2 separate regions of the Gossypium hirsutum genome follow, and region 1 is linked to region 2. The links are chromatin contacts, called in public Hi-C maps. All regions are on one chromosome and are shown on one strand. The core of a region is the stretch at or near the end of the contact, and the rest is flanking DNA. Distances in the headings are between cores, read along the strand shown. Region 1 holds the start of LOC107897671 (proteasome subunit alpha type-5). Region 2 holds the start of LOC107897670 (ubiquitin-conjugating enzyme E2 34).

Region 1 (3,560 bases), core at 211-2,710, 150 kb after region 2:
GGTCTGTTGTAAGTCAGCACAATACGGAAATGTCAACGAGTTATTTGGGACTATGGTATGGAAAGAGGGAGTCCTCCAAGGACTGGTCTAACCAAGTCCACCAAGGAAGGTATGTTCTAAGAATCCTTGGACGAGAAGATGAAAAATCTACTATAAAGGTTCATAATGGGAAGTCGACGTACAACCAAGTTAGTTTAAGGCCAATGAACACCCCATGTGGGGGGAAGTGTAAGGGAGGAAAGACGAGAAGTAAGGATAGGTTTTGCTGATATGGCGAAGTATCTAGGATACGGTCGAGTGGAGAGTCTGACTAGATGAAGGTATTATAGTGAGTTGAGTGGCTTGGAGGATCGAGTGAAGTTTGCCACCTTGATAAAGAACAATCGCCTTGAACGAGTAGGGAAAAAACTCACTAAGATTATTTGAACTTACAGTAGTGTGGCTGACGTTCGTAGGACTTGCGAGGATGATTGAGGACTTTTAGGAGAGATCAAGCTAGATAAAGTAGAGATCGATGATCGTTGTTGATTCAAGGTCATGCACATAAGAAAGAGTACCATTGGAGGCTTCGCCTTAGGATTAGTTATGTAGTAGCCAGATAACATCTACAGTATCTGGGTAATAGGATAGTTAGCCTCTGATAAGAGTTGTAAGAGTTTCAATGTAAACAAATAGTTTGATTAGAAACAAAAATTTGAGTGACTAAACATTCAGTGGCTTAAGGTCTTGTTGTAAGAATTATTGTTAGTTTTGTTTTTAGTCTGTTTTATAGTAGTTAAGTCAGCAAAAATTAAGAATAGGTGAATCCGATCCATTTGTGACGCTCCTTACCTAGACCCGACAAACGGGTTGAGTTAGGGGTGGTACAATTGTAACTCTCGCTTGTAAGCCTGTACACCAAGTTTCTTAACTCCTCATGTTTCATGAGTTGAATTGATATGGTCAATTAGGATAAAATCTCTCATTTTCCCTGATTCTAATCATGTACATGACTGATAAGCATAAACATGCATTAAAATAACCAATTTAAGTGAGCAACAATGCATAACATCACGACAAATTCATAATTTCATCACATCATCATTTGTTAAGCTCAAAAATACCAAAAAGGGTGAATTGAGATATTTAAAACTTTAAGGGTCTTACAAACTTTTTAAAATAAAGGAGAAAAGGTAAAAAAAACTCATACAATTGATTTATAATAGTTCGGCCAAAAATGCCTACCTCTACTTACTTTTTTCAATTCACTATAAATTGTTAACTTTAAAATTTACCAATTCGCTACTAAGATGGAAAATTTTCTCTAAATTTTATGGTTTAATTCAACATCATTTAAATATTATAATATTAATAAATTTTAACTTCATTTAAATATATATTTTTTACTTTATAATATAATACTTAAAATGATTTTTTATTTCCCAAAATACTTTTTAATAGTAATTTGAGAAGCCCAGCCCAGGAAAGCGTCGATATTCACTATGCTACGGCGTGATGCGGCGACGTTTTAACAGCCTGCCTTGTTTTGCTTTGCAAGAGCAAACAAAGGCCAGAACCGAAGGTATTTTTTTTCTACGAAAAATACCAGCATCGCTAAGCTTTCTCGTTGCTGAATCTCTCCCTTTGTCACAAGTAAACCATCTCTCAGTTATTCTTTTCGAGTTAAGTTACTTCCCAGAAATAAACTATTTTTTCCTTTTTTTTTTCTTTTTTTTTTCTATTTTAGGTTTTGGTAGATCTAATAAGATCAAGTCGATCCAAACATGTTTCTCACCAGGTACCAAATCAAAGCATATTTATTACTGCTAAACTTTAATTATTTTTTTTTTTTCCTTTTAAATGTTTGGTTGTTGGCCTTGTAGAACTGAGTATGACCGTGGAGTGAACACATTTTCTCCGGAAGGGAGATTGTTCCAGGTGGAATATGCTATTGAGGCCATCAAGGTAAAACCTTTTTCTGTTTATTTCCTTTGAAAATCACCCAACTTAAGAGTTTTCTCTAGGAAAATATTTTTTTCTCAGATTAGCATATTTATCCCTTTTGGGTGTATTTTAATGTAAATGGCTTCTTCTTTTTCTTTTCTTTTTTTTTGGGGGGGGGGATTGAACTGCAGCTGGGTTCAACTGCAATTGGGTTGAAGACAAAAGAAGGTGTCGTTCTGGCTGTTGAGAAGCGTATTACTTCACCACTGTTGGTATGCACTGCACTCTTATTTCATTTAATGTTATTATGGTTACTTGTATAGTTAGATTTACTTGTTTGCAATCGAGCAAAAACTAAAAAGGCTTTCTGCTTTGCTTTAATTGTCTTGTTTGCTTAACTGTGGTATTAGAGGATTCCTTTTTTTTTTCTTCTTTTTTTTAAGATGTGAACTTCTAGGGTCTTGAGGAGTCTCTTCTAACAAATAAGTCTTCACTCTTCAGTTACATACAAGTGAGTGTTGGTTGATTTTCATGACTCTAGAATTGAAGATCAGCGTGTGCCATCAGAGTTGTCAGTTGCTTATTCCTCCTGTATTCCCACTCTATTGTTGGCCCCCATATTGTGCTAACAGCTCCATGTGATTTAATGTCTAAGCCATGTTCGGTACTATATTCAACTAGCATCCGCCTCCTTTTTTTTTTCTCAGTATACTACCATACCCCCTAGAGTTCCTTTTCCTGTCACTTGTTTACTTTGATTAAATGCTTGTGCACTTGAAGCTGCACCCTTGTAAAAAGCTACCACAAGTCTAGCTCATGGAATGTGTCACATATATTAGATTCTACGGAATGTAGATGGTTGCCATTTCTTTCAGGCCTAATAGGTACTGGATCCTCTTTCAGGAACCCAGCAGCGTTGAGAAGATTATGGAAATTGATGAGCATATAGGATGTGCTATGAGTGGGTTGATTGCTGATGCCCGTACACTTGTTGAACATGCACGAGTTGAGACTCAGGTATGGTACTTACTAGTGCCATTACACTTTGATATGAAGTCATGTGACTTTTATATTGATATCTGTTACATTCACACAGAACCACAGATTCTCATATGGTGAGCCAATGACAGTAGAATCCACAACACAAGCTCTTTGTGATCTGGCCCTTCGATTTGGTGAAGGAGATGAAGAATCGATGGTACACCTTAATATCTTTTCTGTCTAGTTGTAGCTACTTTAATTTCTTTGTCAGTGATGCTTTTTACTCATCTTGATAAGCAGTAAAGGGGGTGCATACCAAGTATGATTATGTAGTTGTGCATTAACATAGTGTTTGGTTCATCGGAATAGAATAGAGGGGGGGGGGGGAATAAAATTGCTATGTGGTGGTAATAGAATAGAGTCGGAATATGTATTGCTTGGTTTGGTTGATTAAATGGAATGAGGAATGCCATTACTTAATTTGGTTGGTCAAAATGATGTTATGGAATAAGCAAAAAATAGCTTAAAAAAAAGATTTTTTGTCCTTAATATAAATAAGAATGTTTTATTTTAAAAAATAAAATTATTTCATTAAAATAATGTCATAAAATAATTTTTTTATATTAAATATAAAACATGCTTTATATGTTAATATG
Region 2 (3,635 bases), core at 643-3,142:
TGAACTTAGTTTTTGTACAATTATACCAGAAGTCTGCTATAGGTTCCATTTCCACATTCAATCACAAATTTACATTCCACAACTTAGCTAGCATGAAGCATATTGCAAACCAACTACCATCCCCACACATAATTAACCAACATTCAAGCCATGAATCATCTCTCAACAGCATTGGGCAACAGGAAAACACATTTTCCCACTTTTACATAAGATGTTTTCATGTGAGTGTTACAGAGTCTTATCCAAAGAAAGAAGATGAAAACAAGATTTAATAAACTTACGCCACTCAAGAATGTCATTTGGGGATGGACGAGCAACAACATGAGAAACTGGTTCCTACAAGGTCATAGAATAACTGTTAAAATTATCAAAAAATAGAATTAAGTTATAATAAAACCAACAACTTCTTATTCTAGCATCAATTTTCTAATATTTTCAATTTATTAGTGAATTGAGTGAAAAGAAATCCAAAAATTTATTTGTCAATGGTTATGTAAGTTTAACAGAATGCTGAATTGTAGACTGATAAACTACTAAAACAGACAATAATTCCAATCTGTCCACTCCTGATGCAAGTCATACACATGGTACCATAGGCATAAAATTTTCCTTGAATCAAAAGAAGAGTTATAAACCACACAGATACATAAATACTAAAAAACTACACTGAAATGAAAGGATAACTAGATAATATTAATGATTCAAGAACAGCTAAGCATATCCATCACCAATTCATATAAAAAGCATGAGTAACAATAAAAGGAACTGGATGAAATACAAGGATAAAACCATACCTTACAAAGTGCTCTATATTCTTTCTGAAGGCGCTTAACACACGATTTCTCCGCCATTCCTCTGAAACCTAAAAGTGGTCTGGGCCACAAGAAAATAAAACCCCAACCCCTGTTTCGTTTCTTCAACTTTCAAATTATAATTATTCACTGACCCAAGAAAAAAAAGAAAGAGTAAAATAAGAACAAACAGTTAAATGCAAGACAGCAATACGATAAATTCCACAAACATTTGCCTAAAATCCTCTACCTAAAGATCCATATAAGCAGACAAATTAGCTGATTAAAAGAAAACTTATCCAATGAATTTATCGACTAATCAAAGACCTAAAAACTCCAAAAATAAATTTACGTACTCGTAACCAAGAATCATGAGAATAACTCAACAAAAGTAACATCCTTTTTTCTTAGATTACTTTATTAACAGCTGATTTAATAATAAAACAAAGATTACCTTAAGGAATTGCCAAAATCATTGCAAAACAATTAACAAATAAATTGCTAAATCTGTTTAGACTGATATAGATTGAATTATAAATTTTGATGATCAATTAATTAAATTTAAACTCAACGTCTTATCTAGGAATCACCCTTTTTAAACAAAATGAAAATGGAGATCGGACTTTTATTACTGAAATTCAAAGACGATAAGTTCAAAAATATCCCAAAATCGAGGGGAAAAAAGAAACTAAAGCGAAAATTGAATTTTAAAAAGAGAGAGAAATTACCTGGGGATCGAGGCAGATAAAAGAAGCTGAAACTATAACTAAAAGAAAGACGAAAGAGAGGAAAGGAAAGATCTAACAGAGAGCGAAAGCGAGAGAGGAGGATTCTTTAGACGCTGAGGATTTGTTTGTTACGCTTTAAGTGATAGTACTGTAGCGTACTACTAATGCTGCCGCTGCTCCGTCCTTTCCTTTCCTTTCTCCAGTTATCGTCTCTCCTTCGAGATCGACTTGCCGGAGGATTTTGCTTTTGCTGCTTTCTTGAAATGACATTATCAGCCTTCTTCAAATCATTTCATTTTCTAATATGTGGAAATAATTAATGGTTAATTTGGTAATATCAGATGCTTGTTTCCTTTTTGAATAACATTTGTTTTAGCACGGATGAGAGTTTGACAACTGTATTTTAAAAAGAAAAACTAAGTTCAGAATTTTCAAAAAAAAAAAAAAAAACCAAAGAAGTACTAAAAAAAACCTTAATTGAAAATTACAATTAATTGAGTCAAAATTAGACGTGAAAATTGCTGATTTGACGTAGAAAAATGTTAGTACATGAGTTTGGTTTTTAATTATTTTATAGGATTTAATTGATTTTTAATTATTTAAGCTTAAAAATTGTAAAATATTATAATAAATGTAGAAATTTATAAAACCTACAACAAAATAAATGGTAAATGATATATTCTCATCGACTTTACATGATAGATAGAAAAGTAACGTAATCACGAGTCATTTGTTTTGAACAAATGATTTAATTACTTTATGTTATGATTAACTTTTTCATGAAGAAAAATATAATGGTTGTCATGAGATAAAATAGATTATATTGGGAGAATAAATTTTATCCCAAAAAGATCAATGATGTCCTATGTAGTTAACACATATATTATAAGGTCATTGGACAAGCAGTTGATAAGTAGTTTTCGTAATTGTATATAATATGGAGAGCTCGATTCATAGTACTTTAGTGGAATGACTTCATGGCTAAATAATGTCATAATCAATACACAATGACTCGAAACTTAATTACAAATTATTTGTACTCAAATTATATATATGTTCAATCGATCCCTCTGCTAGCTTGATATAATCTTGATGGTTTGCATTTTGATCGATGAGATAAACTGTAACCCTTCACCATTCCAACAAATAGTATGAATGGGAAATGTTATCGGAAACTTTCTTAGCTTGTTTGAAAATTTTCTTCTAATAAAACATTATTAGGAATGTTATAAAAAAATCATTTTACCAATAAAGGCTCATTTCCAACTTTATTTATGGAAATGGGTCACTTTTTTCATTATTTATTGAAATGGGTCGACAACACCAAAACGCGTCCACGTAGGAGCGTTTTAGGGGGAAATTCCAGCAAAACGCGAGCCTAAAAGAGCGATTTTGTCGTGTCAGCACAAAACGCGCTGACGTAGACGTGCTTTGCTGACGTGACAAAATCGATCTCTCAGGGACGCATTTTAGCATGTGTTTTTCTAGGGTTAGGGCTATTTGCATGTTTAGTGCCTAAAGTTTGTGGGTTTAGGGTTTTATGGTTGTAGTGTTAGTGTTTTGTTAAAATAATTTAGGGTCTTATTTATTTAGGGTTTAAGAATTTTAAAAAATAAATCAAGATTTAGATTTTTTTAAAAATTAATTAAATTAGAGTTTAAGAGTTTTTAAGAAAATTATTTAAATTAGGGTTTAGTTTTTTTAAAAATAATTTTTGTGTTTGGCTTTTAGGGGTTTTGTAAGAGGTTTTAGGTTAAGGGTTTAGAAAAAATTATATTGACAAGAAAGATTTTTTGAGAAAAATTAAGGTTTTGTGTTTTTTCTACACTAGTTTCAGAAAAATTAATTTTGAGAAGACGGTTCTGAAAAGATAATGTCAAAAACGCTTCAAGCAGGATACAGTGTCAGCAAAATTACTAAAAAAAGCCCCCACGTGGATGCTTTTTTTCTATAGTAGTTCCTGAAAAAAATAATTTTAAGAAGACGGTTCTGAAAAAATAGTGTAAAAAATGCTTCAAGCAGGATGCACTGTCAACAAAATTACTGAAAAAAGCTCTCACGTGGATGCTCTTTTTCTATAATAATTCCTGAAAAAATAATTTTGAGAAGACGGTTC

The links. A called contact is a pair of places that touch in the nucleus more often than the background predicts.
Region 1: a contact with region 2 is called in a Hi-C map of fibers, with 2.1 times the contacts expected there. The contact joins the promoter of LOC107897671 here to the promoter of LOC107897670 in region 2. A contact is called at or near these places in 5 of 34 Hi-C or Micro-C datasets (anther, fibers, hypocotyl and 1 more).

Annotation. Positions count from the first base shown.
Region 1 is chrD06:54,482,136-54,485,695 of Gossypium_hirsutum_v2.1, forward strand. It overlaps LOC107897671 (proteasome subunit alpha type-5), which reads left to right and starts at 1,461. Exons shown (of 10, transcript XM_041095519.1): 1 at 1,461-1,561; 2 at 1,727-1,777; 3 at 1,863-1,944; 4 at 2,115-2,195; 5 at 2,827-2,940; 6 at 3,020-3,121. The coding sequence starts at 1,764.
Region 2 is chrD06:54,335,231-54,338,865 of Gossypium_hirsutum_v2.1, forward strand. LOC107897670 (ubiquitin-conjugating enzyme E2 34) reads right to left here and starts at 1,893. Exons shown (of 10, transcript XM_016823193.2): 1 at 1,520-1,893; 2 at 795-941; 3 at 282-336. The coding sequence starts at 851.